3 separate regions of the Sus scrofa genome follow, and all the other regions are linked to region 1. The links are chromatin contacts, called in public HiChIP or PLAC-seq maps. All regions are on one chromosome and are shown on one strand. Each heading gives the region's core, a stretch centred on a gene start, on an enhancer-like site or on the middle of the called end of the contact. The rest is flanking DNA. Distances are from core to core; before and after follow the strand shown. Region 1 has its middle 15 kb from the start of RALA. Region 2 overlaps LOC102157930 (a long non-coding RNA gene). Region 3 has its middle 48 kb from the start of CDK13.

The links. HiChIP or PLAC-seq counts read pairs in DNA pulled down with a chosen protein or histone mark.
Region 2: a contact with region 1 is called in an H3K27ac HiChIP or PLAC-seq map of alveolar macrophages. The contact joins two enhancer-like sites. A contact is called at or near these places in 12 of 47 Hi-C or Micro-C datasets (alveolar macrophages, blood, embryonic fibroblasts and 7 more) and 2 of 2 datasets of contacts at active chromatin or transcription factors (alveolar macrophages and skeletal muscle).
Region 3: a contact with region 1 is called in an H3K27ac HiChIP or PLAC-seq map of alveolar macrophages. The contact joins two enhancer-like sites. A contact is called at or near these places in 20 of 47 Hi-C or Micro-C datasets (adipocytes, alveolar macrophages, blood and 12 more) and 2 of 2 datasets of contacts at active chromatin or transcription factors (alveolar macrophages and skeletal muscle).

Annotation. Positions count from the first base shown.
Region 1 is chr18:54,643,646-54,647,872 of Sscrofa11.1, forward strand. No RefSeq gene overlaps it. Among named protein-coding and RNA genes, the nearest start is that of RALA, 15 kb to the left of the region's middle. Within about 2 kb of position 1,921, at least 26 of the 83 cell types and tissues checked have an H3K27ac peak or open chromatin away from gene starts, as enhancers often do. A contact at or near this core is called in alveolar macrophages, where this site is marked.
Region 2 is chr18:54,449,836-54,454,062 of Sscrofa11.1, forward strand. All of the region lies in intron 3 of LOC102157930 (a long non-coding RNA gene), which reads left to right. Among named protein-coding and RNA genes, the nearest start is that of CDK13, 22 kb to the left of the region's middle. Within about 2 kb of position 2,051, at least 5 of the 83 cell types and tissues checked have an H3K27ac peak or open chromatin away from gene starts, as enhancers often do. A contact at or near this core is called in alveolar macrophages, where this site is marked.
Region 3 is chr18:54,476,153-54,480,379 of Sscrofa11.1, forward strand. No RefSeq gene overlaps it. Among named protein-coding and RNA genes, the nearest start is that of CDK13, 48 kb to the left of the region's middle. Within about 2 kb of position 2,224, at least 33 of the 83 cell types and tissues checked have an H3K27ac peak or open chromatin away from gene starts, as enhancers often do. A contact at or near this core is called in alveolar macrophages, where this site is marked.

The sequences.
Region 1 (4,227 bases), core at 671-3,170:
ATCCTGAGGGGCTGTGGCTGTGGGGGAGGCCCGTGGCTCCAGCTCCTATTCGACCCCTAGACCCCTAGCCTGGGAACCTCCATATGCTGTGGGTGCGGCCCTAAAAAGACAAAAGACAGAAAAAAAAAGAGAATCTGTTCAGTCCTTCTGAGAGTTAACGAGCTCACGGGGTAACACTGTGTAGGCAGCACCAGGGGAGCAAAGAGGAGAAAGTTACGCCGTGGCCTTGGGACAGTGAGTCATGGTTTCCCAGAGGCGATGACACTTCAGCTGAATTTAAAGGAGGAGACAGTGGAAAAATTCATTCCAGCCGCCGCAACACTCACAGCGACACGGAGTAGTTGGGAAACAGCCGACGTTACTGTCGCTGATGTGTGAGGTCATCTGACATGGGGACACTGGAAGCGGAGGCTGGGCCAGGGCTCTCGGGCCTAAGGAGATATGACCAGACGGGTGTCTCAGAAGATCCCTCTGACCACGCTGCGGAGGACGGGACGTGAAGCGGGAACTCCGCGGCCCAGGCCAACGCTGTCAGGCAGGCGACGTGAAAACCCATGGGTTTGAAGCTGTTTCTGAACCTGCCTGAGCATGTGCGGCTATAGGAAACCTTTCCCCTTGGACGGGGCTGGGTCCACACCGACGAGTGCGTCTGAATAGATTCTTTTGCTCGCATCCATCCCGACAATAAGAAAACAATGAATCCGAGTGTTTATCTCTCCGCAGACACTGGGTGTCCGCCTTTCCTTGGCGCTGAGGACACCACCTAAATCACCGATGAGGTTTGAGAGCGAGCAGGCAACACAAACGCTAACACTCCCTCCCACGCAGTGAGTCCAGCAAGCCCCTCGCTAGAGAGAGAGCAAACAAGCCTGAGTTACGCAGGACTCCTCAGGAGGTGGGGGCGCTGGGCTCACTCCAGCGGGGGGGAGTGGAGGGAGGGCTGTGGGATGGGTGGGGAATTTGAGCCTCGGTGGTTAAACACTCTGCGAAGAAGACAGGATTTCTCACACAGCTAAGAACCGGGTTTATCCACTTTGAAGAAGAGGAGGGTTTGGCCTGGTTTTGTTTCACTAAGAGACAACAGAATTTGGGGTCCCCAGTTATACAGAAAAGATGATTGGTAAGTAATTCCACACACAGCAACAGCACTGTTTGAACACTGCTGACTGTAACTAAGCGACCCAGGTACTGCCAAACTGATGTTCCAGCGGGAGGACACATTTCAGAGGGGACGCCGCTGCTCCTTTGCGCGTGTTTAGGATTGTGCAATCACCAACCAACAAACAGCTTCAATTTTAGATTTCAGAGTCTAAACTACATGCGCTCTCGAGGCCGCCTGAACTATAGCTACATAGACAGCTACATAGTAGGGCCTTTTATCCATTGCTACCACTTTTCAGTATTCATCAATTTGTAAGGTAAATTAATTTCTATCGTTTCTAAAATTATGACTTTTTTTCAGTGTTAATTTTAATTTTGGCTGCACACTCAGCATGTGGAAGTTCCCAGTCCAGGGATCAAACTTCCATCACGGCAGCGACCCAGCTGCTGCAGTGACAAGAGACACCCTTAAGCTGCTGCACCATGAGCGAGCTCCTAAGTGACTCACCCTTTTTATAATAAAAGCCCTTTATTTTAAACTACAACTAAAATGGTATGATACTTAAATTTTTAAAGTAAACCCTAAAAATGGAGTGTGATTTCTTGAAACATCAAAAAGGAGCAAAAGGGAATAGAGGAATCTTGTTTCATCTGCTGCTAAGACCCAGTGCATGTACCTCGTGAACAACGTTTGACCAAACAGCTACATACCTGATGCACGTGGGGAAGCCCTGTCCTCGGAGGGACACATGGGGAAGCCCTGTCCTCGGAGGAAAGGCTGTTAACGTGAAGAAACGCTGTGGCAGCTCCTGCCACCGCTGTGCAGGAGGACAGCTATCATTTCCCTTCTTCCGGGCGTTGCCAAGCGCCCGACTCTAGAAGGAAAGCGTAACGCTAGCTTCTCAGGACCAAGACGTCCTCAGTGCAGGTCGTTAATCCAGGGCGAGTGAAAGACAGCCCGGAGGAACGCTAACCTGAGAGACAGGACAGCGGTTTGGATCTTTTAAAAGTCCTGGACTCGAGCCAAGACTGAGATCGACTGGAAACAATGAGCCACGAAAAGGAAATAAAACTAGCAGTGACTGGAGAGAAGGGAGGACGATACACACGGAAGTCTGTGCCTTCTAATTTCCTCCTGAGTTTTATCCTTCAGGCAGTGGCTTTAGACATCGCCTCTTCCAGAACCCAGGTGTTGTAACGCTTCCTTTAGTACCTCGAAACGAAGTTGGGAGGTAATTTATCGACTCAGGTAACTAAAAAAATTATGAGGGGGCCCTAACGATAACATAAAGGAGAAATAAAAGGAAGAATATTCACAGCAGAGGAACCTGTATTGCGATGCTCAGATGCTGGTGCACAAGCCCACTAAGCCATGACAGAGGCACAGGCAAGGGGCAGCCGGGCAGGTGCGTTAAACTGGTGACTTGATACGGGAGCAGTGTTGTCATCAGCTGGCCAAGTTACAAGCACAGCACAGCACAGTCCTTCCATTAAGACAGTGGTCACATCCCCGGAAAATTCAATGTAGATTAAGCCGTACCCCCGCCCCCCATAAAGATATTTCATGTTTTAAAGAAACCATGGCATGAGGAAGTTTGAGTAAAGAAAAGGGTTGTAGAAAAAGGTGGAAGTGAAAGTTCAATTCAAGTCCCGAACGCTCCCCCGTGTAGTGGACCCTGGCCCTTTTGGGTGCCCAGCATCAGCCTCCTTCCCTGATTGGGGATCCCCCTCCCACGGCGGGAGGCTTGCTGGCAGACGTGACTCTCTTAGTGTGGGTGCAAGAGGTCCCTCTCTCTGTCCCCGGCAGGACGATTAACTGCACACTCTTGCCTGGGATTCAGGGTGGGAAGGGATTAGGGAAAACCCCGGATGACAGATTATCTGCAGCATCAGCAGCGTCGTCAAGTGTCGAAGTGGCTAGTGGTGGCTGGCAGGCTGCTGTCCCCCTCCCTTAAATTTCTGAGCTTGGTTTCCCCTTGGTTCCCTGCGATCCTCCAAGAATCTGGGGCTCGGGGGGGGGGGGGCGCTTCCGTTGACCAGAATCCATTCGCTGAGCACAGCCAAGAGCCCCGACAGGGCTCATCTCCTCGGGGCCTCAGTTTCCGCGTAAACACAATGATTTACCATCCAGGCTTGCGGGCCACAGTGGAGGGCAGATTGCACACTAGCTTGAGCTTTAGTTTCTCCAAGAGGCTTTTCCAATCCATCATCTCATTGGGCTCGGAGGGACAGGGGTACTCTAAGACACTGTAAGCAGTGCTTGTCCCCGTGCCGGAGCCTCAAGAAATGACAGCCACCGTGACTGACACAGATACGTGGGATATATTTTTAAGCGAAAAGATAAACCTGCTTTTGTTTATTCGGTATGATCTCATTTCAGTGGGATTTGTTTTGCACACCAACAAATCCTCTCTGAATATAGTAAGTACTCAATAGAGATCTGTTGAAACAATGAATTTCTATGAAATAACGTTGTGCCATTTGCTAGAAAGATCCTGGAAGAATCTGGAGAGGTTATTTACTAGTTTGCCAGGGGTGCTGTAACAAGATACCATGGACCAGATGTTCAACAACAGAAATTTATTTCCTCGTAGTCCTGGGGATTAGATACCCAAAGTTACGAGGCCTCACTCCTTGGCTTGCAGGCGGCAGGCTTCTTGCCGTGTGTTCACAGGCTCTTTCCTCCATGCACTCAGCGGGACGGCTCTGGGGGCGTCCAAATTTCTTCTTTAAGGGTAGTAGTCAGACTGGGGATGAGGCCCATCCTAACAGCCTCATTTAAACCCCATCGACTCCTTAGAGGCCCTTGCTCTCTCTCTTGGAACATTCTGAGGCCCTAGGGGCTAAGGCTTCGACATGAATTTGGGGGGACATACAGTTTAGTCCACAACTGGTGGCCACATGGTAGGTTTACTTTTCCTAAATAATCTTTTGACAATGTTTCTGTAATGTTTGGGTATTATTTTACATAGAGTCTAATTACTTTATCATTTGGAAAAGTAAGTGTTAGGATGAAAGTGTTTGTAATTGAGATGCAGTGACACCCTAGTGAGACCCTAGGCTTAGATCATTATTGTCGTCGTTGGCGTGACCGTCTGCCGGAGATTTGACGTTCTTTGCTGCAGG
Region 2 (4,227 bases), core at 801-3,300, 190 kb before region 1:
TGCATCACAGCAACGCCAGATCCATGCTGCATCTGTGACCTACGCCACAGCTCACTGCAACGCCGGATCCTTAACCCACTGAGCGAGGGAGGACAGGGATTGAACCTGAATCCTCATGTATACTAGTCAGATTCATTTCCACCAAGCCACAATGGGAACTGCAGTTAGCCTCATTTTAAATGTGAATGTATAACCCAGAATCAGCAGACTTTTGAGAGCCACAGAACACAAATATACTTGAAATTTCAGAATATAGTATGAATGCTACAACATTGAATATATATTATATATACCATGAAGTTATGTCAGTATACTCTATATAATGAAATTATTTTAATTTGTTAGGACTGCTGTAACAAATTATCACAGACTGGGAACTTAAAACAACATAAATTTTATTGTCACAGTTTTGGAGGCTAGAAATCCAAAATCTGGGTACCAGCAGCATCGGGTCCTCCTAAGGACTGTGGGGAAGGAGCTCTTCCGTGCCTCTCCCCAGCTTCTGGAGGCTTCTTGGCTCAGCTGCATCACCCCCATCTCGCCTTTCCCTTGACGTGGCATTCTCTCTGTGTGTATATCGGTCTCCACAGCTCCCCCTTTTTAAGGACATCAGTGGCACTGGATGAGGAACCCATCCTACTTCAGTATGATCCCGTCTTAACTAATTGTGCCTGCAGTCACTCTATTTCCAAGTAAGGTCACATTCTGAGATACTAGGGATTAGGACTTCACCTTATGAATGGGGGGGGGCACAGTTTAATCCATAACACTAATAAAGATGCTGTTGACAAAAATATGTGAGATGGAAAGGGAACAGAAGAGATAGAGGAAAAAAATGGAAAAGACGAATATCCTGGTATCACAAAACAGGAAGGTATCATGAGATATTGACAAAAGTTTATAAAACATGAAATATTAGTTTTGATGTATTATTTAAAAGTTATAGGAGTTCCTCTTGTGGCGCAATGGAAACAAATCGAACTAGTATCCACAAAGATGCGGATTCGATCCCTGGCCTTGCTCAGTGGGTCAGGGATCTGGCATTGCCGTGAGCTGTGGTGTAGGTCACAGATGTGGCTTGGATCCGGTGTTGCTGTGGCTGCGGCTTAGGCCGGCGGCTGCAGCTCCAATTTGACCCCTTTACTGGGAACTTCCACATGCCATGCGAGTGGCCCTTAAAAACAAAGAGTTATCAGGATAACCAATGGCAGGGTTAGCAAACGGATACTTATAGGAGCAAAACAAGCAACATAAATAGGAAGCAGGGTTCAGGTTTGGTGCTTGTGTTTACCTTGCAGATATGAGGAGAACCTTGGCATAATAGTAGGTGCCTGCCCCATCTGGAGAACACAGCCACTTAACTACCTTTTAGGGGCCATATCTGCCATGTGTTGGGTTAGTGCCCCCCCCCCATTCATAGCCACCTGAAACCTCAGAAAGAGATCTTGTTGCTGTGGCTCCGGCGCAGGCTGGCAGCTACAGCTCCGATTCAGCCCCTAGCCTGGGAACCTCCATATGCCTCGGGTGCAGCCCTATAAAGATAAAAAGGCAAAAAAAAAAAAAAAGGAGATTTGGACTAAGAGACATGGACACAGCGAGGGAAGAAGGCCACGTGAAGCTAGAGGTAGAAATTTGAGTGATACAACTACAAACCAAGGAATGCCAGGAATTGCTGGCAACCACCAGAAGTTCAGAAGAGGCAAGAAGGGATTCTTCCCTAGAGCCTTTAGCAGGAGCATGGCTCTCCTAACACCTTGATTCTGGACTTGGGGCTTCCAGAACAGTGAGATTTGTTTTCTGTTTTATGCTTCCTGGTTTGTGGTACTTTGTTACAACAACCATAGGAAACTAAAAGGTGGGCCGTCTGACTCTTTTGTGGGGCTAAGCATTTGGAATTTTTAAATGTTAAATCCTACAATATTTCATGTTGGTTTTCCTGTTTTTGAACTCACTGCAGTTCAAACAAAACACATCTATAGTCAGATCTAGCTTCCATTTGCAACCTCTGCAAGAGAGAAACTAAATGCAGTGCAGGCACATGACTAAAATGCCGAGGGAGGGAAGCGAACTGAGCCGAGCTATCAAAGTGCTGAACGCCTTTTCGTCAAAGCAGGAGGCAAAGAGGAAATGTCTGAAGTTGATTAATGAGATACGAACATGATTCAAAGGAGTTGCCTCTCAAAAATGGTACCGGGGTGGGGCAGGTGATGTTGCTTTTTGTTTGTAGTTCTTTTATATTCCTTGGTTTTGAAAGGTAGGTGGGCATTCCTATCAGGCTTGCCAGGAAGCTGCTCTAGAAGTGAGGGACTATGTATTTCTGCCATTGATGATACTAGAAGCCAAGGGCTGAGAAAAGTTTGAAGAAGTAGCAAAGGCCCTGCTGCTCTCTAGAGAAAAATAGGTCTTAGAACCTTTCAAAGAATGTGCACATTTCAAAAACAGCATGTACACATTTCCACACTCTTCTATTTCCCAGATTTTGTCTTTATGAAGGTCACGACAGCCCTAATCCTGAGTGTGCTTTCAACTATAGAAAGGAAACCACTGAGTCATGTCTTATAATAGCAAGAAACTAAAACATTAAGAATATGTTCTGGCCGCTTCCTTTCAAAATCTCCTGTGAAAAACCCTGCAGATGCCATCTGTGTTTCGTGGAGGTACTTGTGCCCTTCAAAGAGGGAGTATCCTTAATTACACAGTCGTTCATAACATCTGACATGACTAATGATTTTAAATGATCAATCAAAGGAACCAAACCGTAGAACCTGCACAAGAGGGAAATCATCTCTAACTACACCCAGATTATCTTGAAATTCTTGTTTCCATAAAAAACCTACCAACGCATTAGCAGTTTATATTTCCATGAAGTTTGCTGATTGAGTTTACAGATTTCGGTAGTTACTCAGAATGTCTGGGTTGCTTCTAAGAGCAGCATTAATAAATTAAAATGGGGTTAAACTTGAGACTAATGTTATTGTGTGTCACTTTCTTCCCTCTCTGACACTGATATTGGCCAATATCTAGACTGTCTCCCTCAATCTCTTCTCCACACTAGTCCTGAGGGATTTTACTCAAAGGCAGATCTGCGTACAGCCTCCCCCTAACCTAAATCCTTTAATGACTCTCCACTGGTGTCCTGACAGATGGACGGTTTTTCTTTCTCTGCTCACCTTTCTGGACTCCACTTCTCAGCATCCCAGTCAGTCCGGATGTGGTGCTTGCCGGTCCCTGAACCAGAGCTCCTGGGCATGGTGCCTTCCTCATTCTTCCTTCCCAGGGCTAACTCCTGCGTAGCCACAGATGTTCCACTTAGGTCCCCCTCCTCCAAAGAGGGGCCTTCTTCACCTCCAAAACTGGGTTGTCTACCATCTTGGCTATTTCCACGGCGTCTTGTTGGATAATAAGCTTGGTGTCTTTGCTCATTCTCTTCTGACCCTAATTTCCCTAGCTGACTTCTAATCCTAGGACCATTAAAGTTGGTTTTACTGAGAAAGTTTCTCCTTTTGTTTCTAAATAATGACTTTAGCTCTCAGCTCGTTTACAACGCAGACGTATCCCAAACCAGATGAATACTCAGGCCCCTCACCTCACCCTCAAATTCCTTTACATTCAGTCGCCTTGTTCCCATTTCCCACAAGGGGTGTCCCAGGTAAACACCAAATTATACAAAATCGAACAAACAAACAAACCAAAATTTCTACCAAAGAAAAAGCGTTCTTTCTCATAGAAAAAATATAGTCAACATCCACTCTTCTGACTTTACTTTTGAATGTAAGTTTCCTGAAAGTTGGAATTATATTCCCATTGTTTAGCATATTACGCAAAATAGCAGGCCATCGCTAAATGTTTATGGCTGATGATTTTTTAAACTTGATTTCCCTTCATCCCTAGACTTATTAGTGAAAACTTATTGCATGAGGTTTTTTGTTTGTTTTTTTCACAAAAATTTTACTTGAGAATGACAGGATTCATGCAAGTTAAATAGTTTGTCCTATTTTATAAAAAGTTATGAAATAGGAGTTCCTGTCATGGCTCAGCAGTTAATGAACCCGACTAGCATCCATGAGGACGCCAGTTCGATCCCTGGCCTAGATCATTGGGTTAAGGATCTGGCATTGCTGTGAGCTATGGTATAGTTGCAGATGTGGCTCAGATCCCAAGTTGCTGTGGGTAGGCTGGTGGCTACAGCTCTGATTGGACCCCTAGCCTGGGAATCTACATGTGCCT
Region 3 (4,227 bases), core at 974-3,473, 170 kb before region 1:
ACCTACCACCTTATGGTTCTTAGTCAGACTCATCGACCACTGAGCCATGATGGGATCTCCTGTTCTGTTTTGCTTTTTAGGGCCACACTTGTGGCCTATGGAAGGTCCCATGCTAGGGGTTGAATTGGAGCTGCAGCTGCCAGCTGGAGCTGCCTGCCAGAGCAACACCAGATCCGAGCCATGTCTGCGACTTACACCATGGCTCATGGCAACGCTGGGTCCACGAACCACTGAGCTAGGTCAGGGATTGAACCCGAATCCTCATGGACCCTAGTCTGATTCGTTTCTGCTGTGCCACAATGGGAAATCCTGCTCAGAGTTTTTACAGAGCTCATCTCCAGCCTCCCCAACTTCCCAGAGGTTGGTGGGTGTGGTCACCTCATTAGCATAAGCTCAGGTGTGCACAAGAAGGGTTCCTTGCCCATGAAAAAGGCACTCCCGTCACTCAGGAAATGCCAAGGTTTTAGGGCTCAGTGCCAGGAAGTGTGGCAAAGACCAAATATATTTCCCATTTACACCATGCCCCTCAGCTGGTTGCCCAGCTTTTCACCTTTTATTCCATTTGTTTTGTCATTCCTTTTCTTGTCCCTACTTTATACACACCTTATCTGCATGTGTTTGTGTATAATGTCATTTTTTTGAATCATGGTTGATGACTTGCTGATGTGATGATGTTTTATCTCTAAATACTTCACTGCGTATCATCTAAAAATAAGAATCTCAGAGTTCCCGTTGTGGCTCAGTGGGTAACAAACACGACCAGTCTCCATGAGGATTCGGGTTCAATCTCTGGCCTTGCTCAGGGGTTCATGATTGACATTGCCATGAGCTGTGGTATAGGTAGCAGCTGCAGCTTGGTTCTGGCGTTGCTGTGGCTGTGCTATAAACCTGAAGCTGCAGCTCCAATTCTACCCCTAGCCCTGGACCTTCCATATGCTGTAGGTGCATTGCTTTAAAAAAAAAAAAAAAAAGGCAAGATATTAAACTTGATATAATGTCAGCTAATCTACAGATCTCACTCAAATTTCACTAATTGTCCCAATAACACCTTTCACGAGAAAATAAATCGCAGAATGTGACTTGTGTTCTGTTAGTCTCTTGGCAATCACTGAATTCTCCAGCCGGTTAGAACATTTTGCAACCTTCCCCCACCCTGTCTCGTCCCAGGAATGTATTATAGCAGTAGCTCTCTCTCTATTTTTAAAATCTTTTTAGGGCCACACCTGGCATATGGAAGGTCCTTGGCTGGGGGTCGAATAGGAGCTGCACCTGCCAGCCTACACCACAGCACAGCCGTGTAGGATCCAAGCTGCATCTGTGACCTGTACCATAGCAACCCTGGATCCTTAACCCACTGAATGAGGCCAGAGATGGAACCCACATCCTCATGGATCCTAGTCAGGTTCATTAAGCCGAGTCAGGGCAGGAACTCCAGTAGCTCTGTTCTTATTCACATCCAATGAGAAAGAATAGGTCCAAGCCTCTCCGGGTGAACTCAATTTCTCGCAATAGAATCCTTATGTCCTGATTGGTCTGACGTGGTTCACGTGTTCTTCCTCGAACCAATGACCGCTGTCAGCTTCGCCTGGATCACCTACTTCTCCCCAAGAGCCGGGGTGGATTCAGGGTCCCCTGGAGCTTGTGGGCTCATCGTGTGGGAGGAGTGGTTCCCTAGAGCAAAATCGGGGTACTGTTACTACAGAGTAGAGCTAGATGAAAACAGCAGCAACAGCAACAAATGCCCAGTACAGTCTCCCCTTGATGGGTGTCCAACCTTCACTTCGGCACCAAAGCAGTAACCGTCTACTGAGCTCGGCCAAAGAAAACCTCTCTCAGGACCAGAGCACAGGTACCCTCCAACCGAAGTGTTCCTTTTCACGCAGCAAATATTTTAATCTCTCTTCTTTCATTCACAGCACAGAGATGCTCTGGTCCAGCTGCCACTTCTGTTTTGTTTTCGAACGTAATTAATTCTCACAACAGCTCCCCGCAGCAGCAGGAGATGGCACTCAGGACGGCTGTTCTCTTGCTCTCTGTGCGTCACCCACTCGGCCGGGCCTGCTTCCCTACCCCCCACCCACAGCCCTGGCGGTCCTACTCCCAGCCCCAGGCCCCAGCTAGAGCTCATTGCAATCCGAAGGGGGCGGGGGGGTAAGGGGCGGGCCCCTCTGCCGGTTTCCCTGGCAGCTGAGGAGCCAATCCGACTTCAATGCCGCGCAGACCTGGCCCTCGCCCGCCCCCCAGCAAGGTCCCGCCCATCTTCCGCCGCGGGCGGTGCAGCGCCGGCCGGGCCTCCGACGGGTAAGCTCCCCGTCCATTAATCCCTAAAGGGGTCTGTCGTGGACTCCGCGGTCTTTCTTTGCTCTTCGAGCTGTGCAGATGCAGCCCAACACCTATTCTTCCCTCTTTCGAAAAACATACGGTGTACTAAAAAAAAAATGATGTCTTTGAAATCATTTTACTAAGGAAATAAACTTAAACCCAAGGGTTTCTTTGTTCCAAGCCACAGGTCTTCTGGAATTGTGATCTTAAAACAAAGAAACTTATGTGCTATTTTTCCTCTCAGTGTCTTATAAAAAAAAACAAATCCGGAGAAGCTTGTCATTTTTCTGCCTTTTCTTTCTTCTAATAATATTTTTTTTTTTTTTTTTTTTTTTGCTTTCTAGGGCCACACCTGCGGCATATGGAGGTTCCCAGGCTAGGGATCTAATCGGAGTTGTAGCCGCCGGCCTACACCAGAGCCACAGCAATGCCAGATCCGAAACGAGTCTGCCACTACACCCCAGCTCCTGGCTGGGCCAGGACGGGAATTCCCTTCTGCCTTTTCAAATGACAGTTTTCATCTCTCCTGGAAGCTGGAGGGCTCGCCCTGTGGGGTGATGATTTGTCCCTGTTCACGTGTCTTCTGATTGTGCACTTGTACATTTTGCTGTCACAGAAGATCTTCAGTCAGTCTTGTTCCCCTGCTCTCAGCTCTGTTGTTGCCAAAACTCAGCCTCTGTCCATCGGCGCCTAATAGAAACGCAGGCGGAGGAATGAGCAGCTTTGATCGCTTTGGCAGGCGAAGGAGGTCACGGCGGACTAATGCCCTAAAGACTGTGCCCTCCTTCGGGAGAGAATAGGAGATGGTCTTACCGTTTGGGAGTGGGAACCAGGGCCACGGATAAGGATCAGGGTAGAGCAAATTTCATTCTTCCTTTAAAAATTTCCTTTAAGACTTTATTATTGCATTTGTTGTAAATTACACAGGGATATTTATTGTTACAGTGTTTTTCTTTTTTCTTTCTTTCTCATTCTTCTTCTAAGTTGGTGTTGAGTGGCCCTGGGACTGGTTGGGGTGGTCCTGGAGTGAAGAAGGCTTTGTCAGGTAGTCAGCGCCTTTCATTTGCTGGGGGTTTTACCTCCGCTACTCTTCTGTGCATCCCTAGAGGAGGAACTGGGACCTGCCCCAAGGCTGCCCTTTTGTTTCTTGGCTGTCCCTTTTCTGCTCCTCTTAGCTCTGAGGAGCAACTGCTTGATCCCACCCTTTGGAACTCAGGGGAGGTCACGGAGGCTGAATGAAGCCTGTTGCCTAAAGACAGGAAATGGTTTCACTCACACCAGGCTGGTTTCTTTCTTTTTTTAAATTGAAATGTAGTTGACTTACCCTGTTGTGTTAATTTTTGATGTCGAACAAAGAGATTCAGCTCTACATACATATATATATATATACACATTCTTTTTTAAAATATGTATTTTCCATTATGGTTTATCATAGGATATTGAATGTAGTTCCATGTGCTATAGAGTAAGAACTTTTTTTTTATCCATTTTATATATAATAGTTTGGTCTGGTAAACTCCCACTCTATCCCTCCTCCACCCCCCTTCTCCTCGACAACCACAAGTTTGTTCAGTGTCTGAGTCTGTTTCATAGGTAAGTTCATTTGTGTCGTATTTTAGATTCTACGTATAAGTGATATTATATGGTCTTTGTCTTTCTCTTTCTGACTTCCTTTGCTTAGTATGATTTCTAGGTCCATCATGTTGCTGCAAATGGGATTGTTTCATTTTTTATGGCTGAGTAATATTCCATTGTATATATGTACCACATTTTCTTTATCCATTCCTCTGTCGATGGGTATTCAGGTTATTTCCGTGTCTTGGCTATTGTGAATAGTGCTGCTATGAAGATAGGAGTGCATGAATTTTTTGAATTATAGATTTGTCTGGATATATGCTCGGGAGT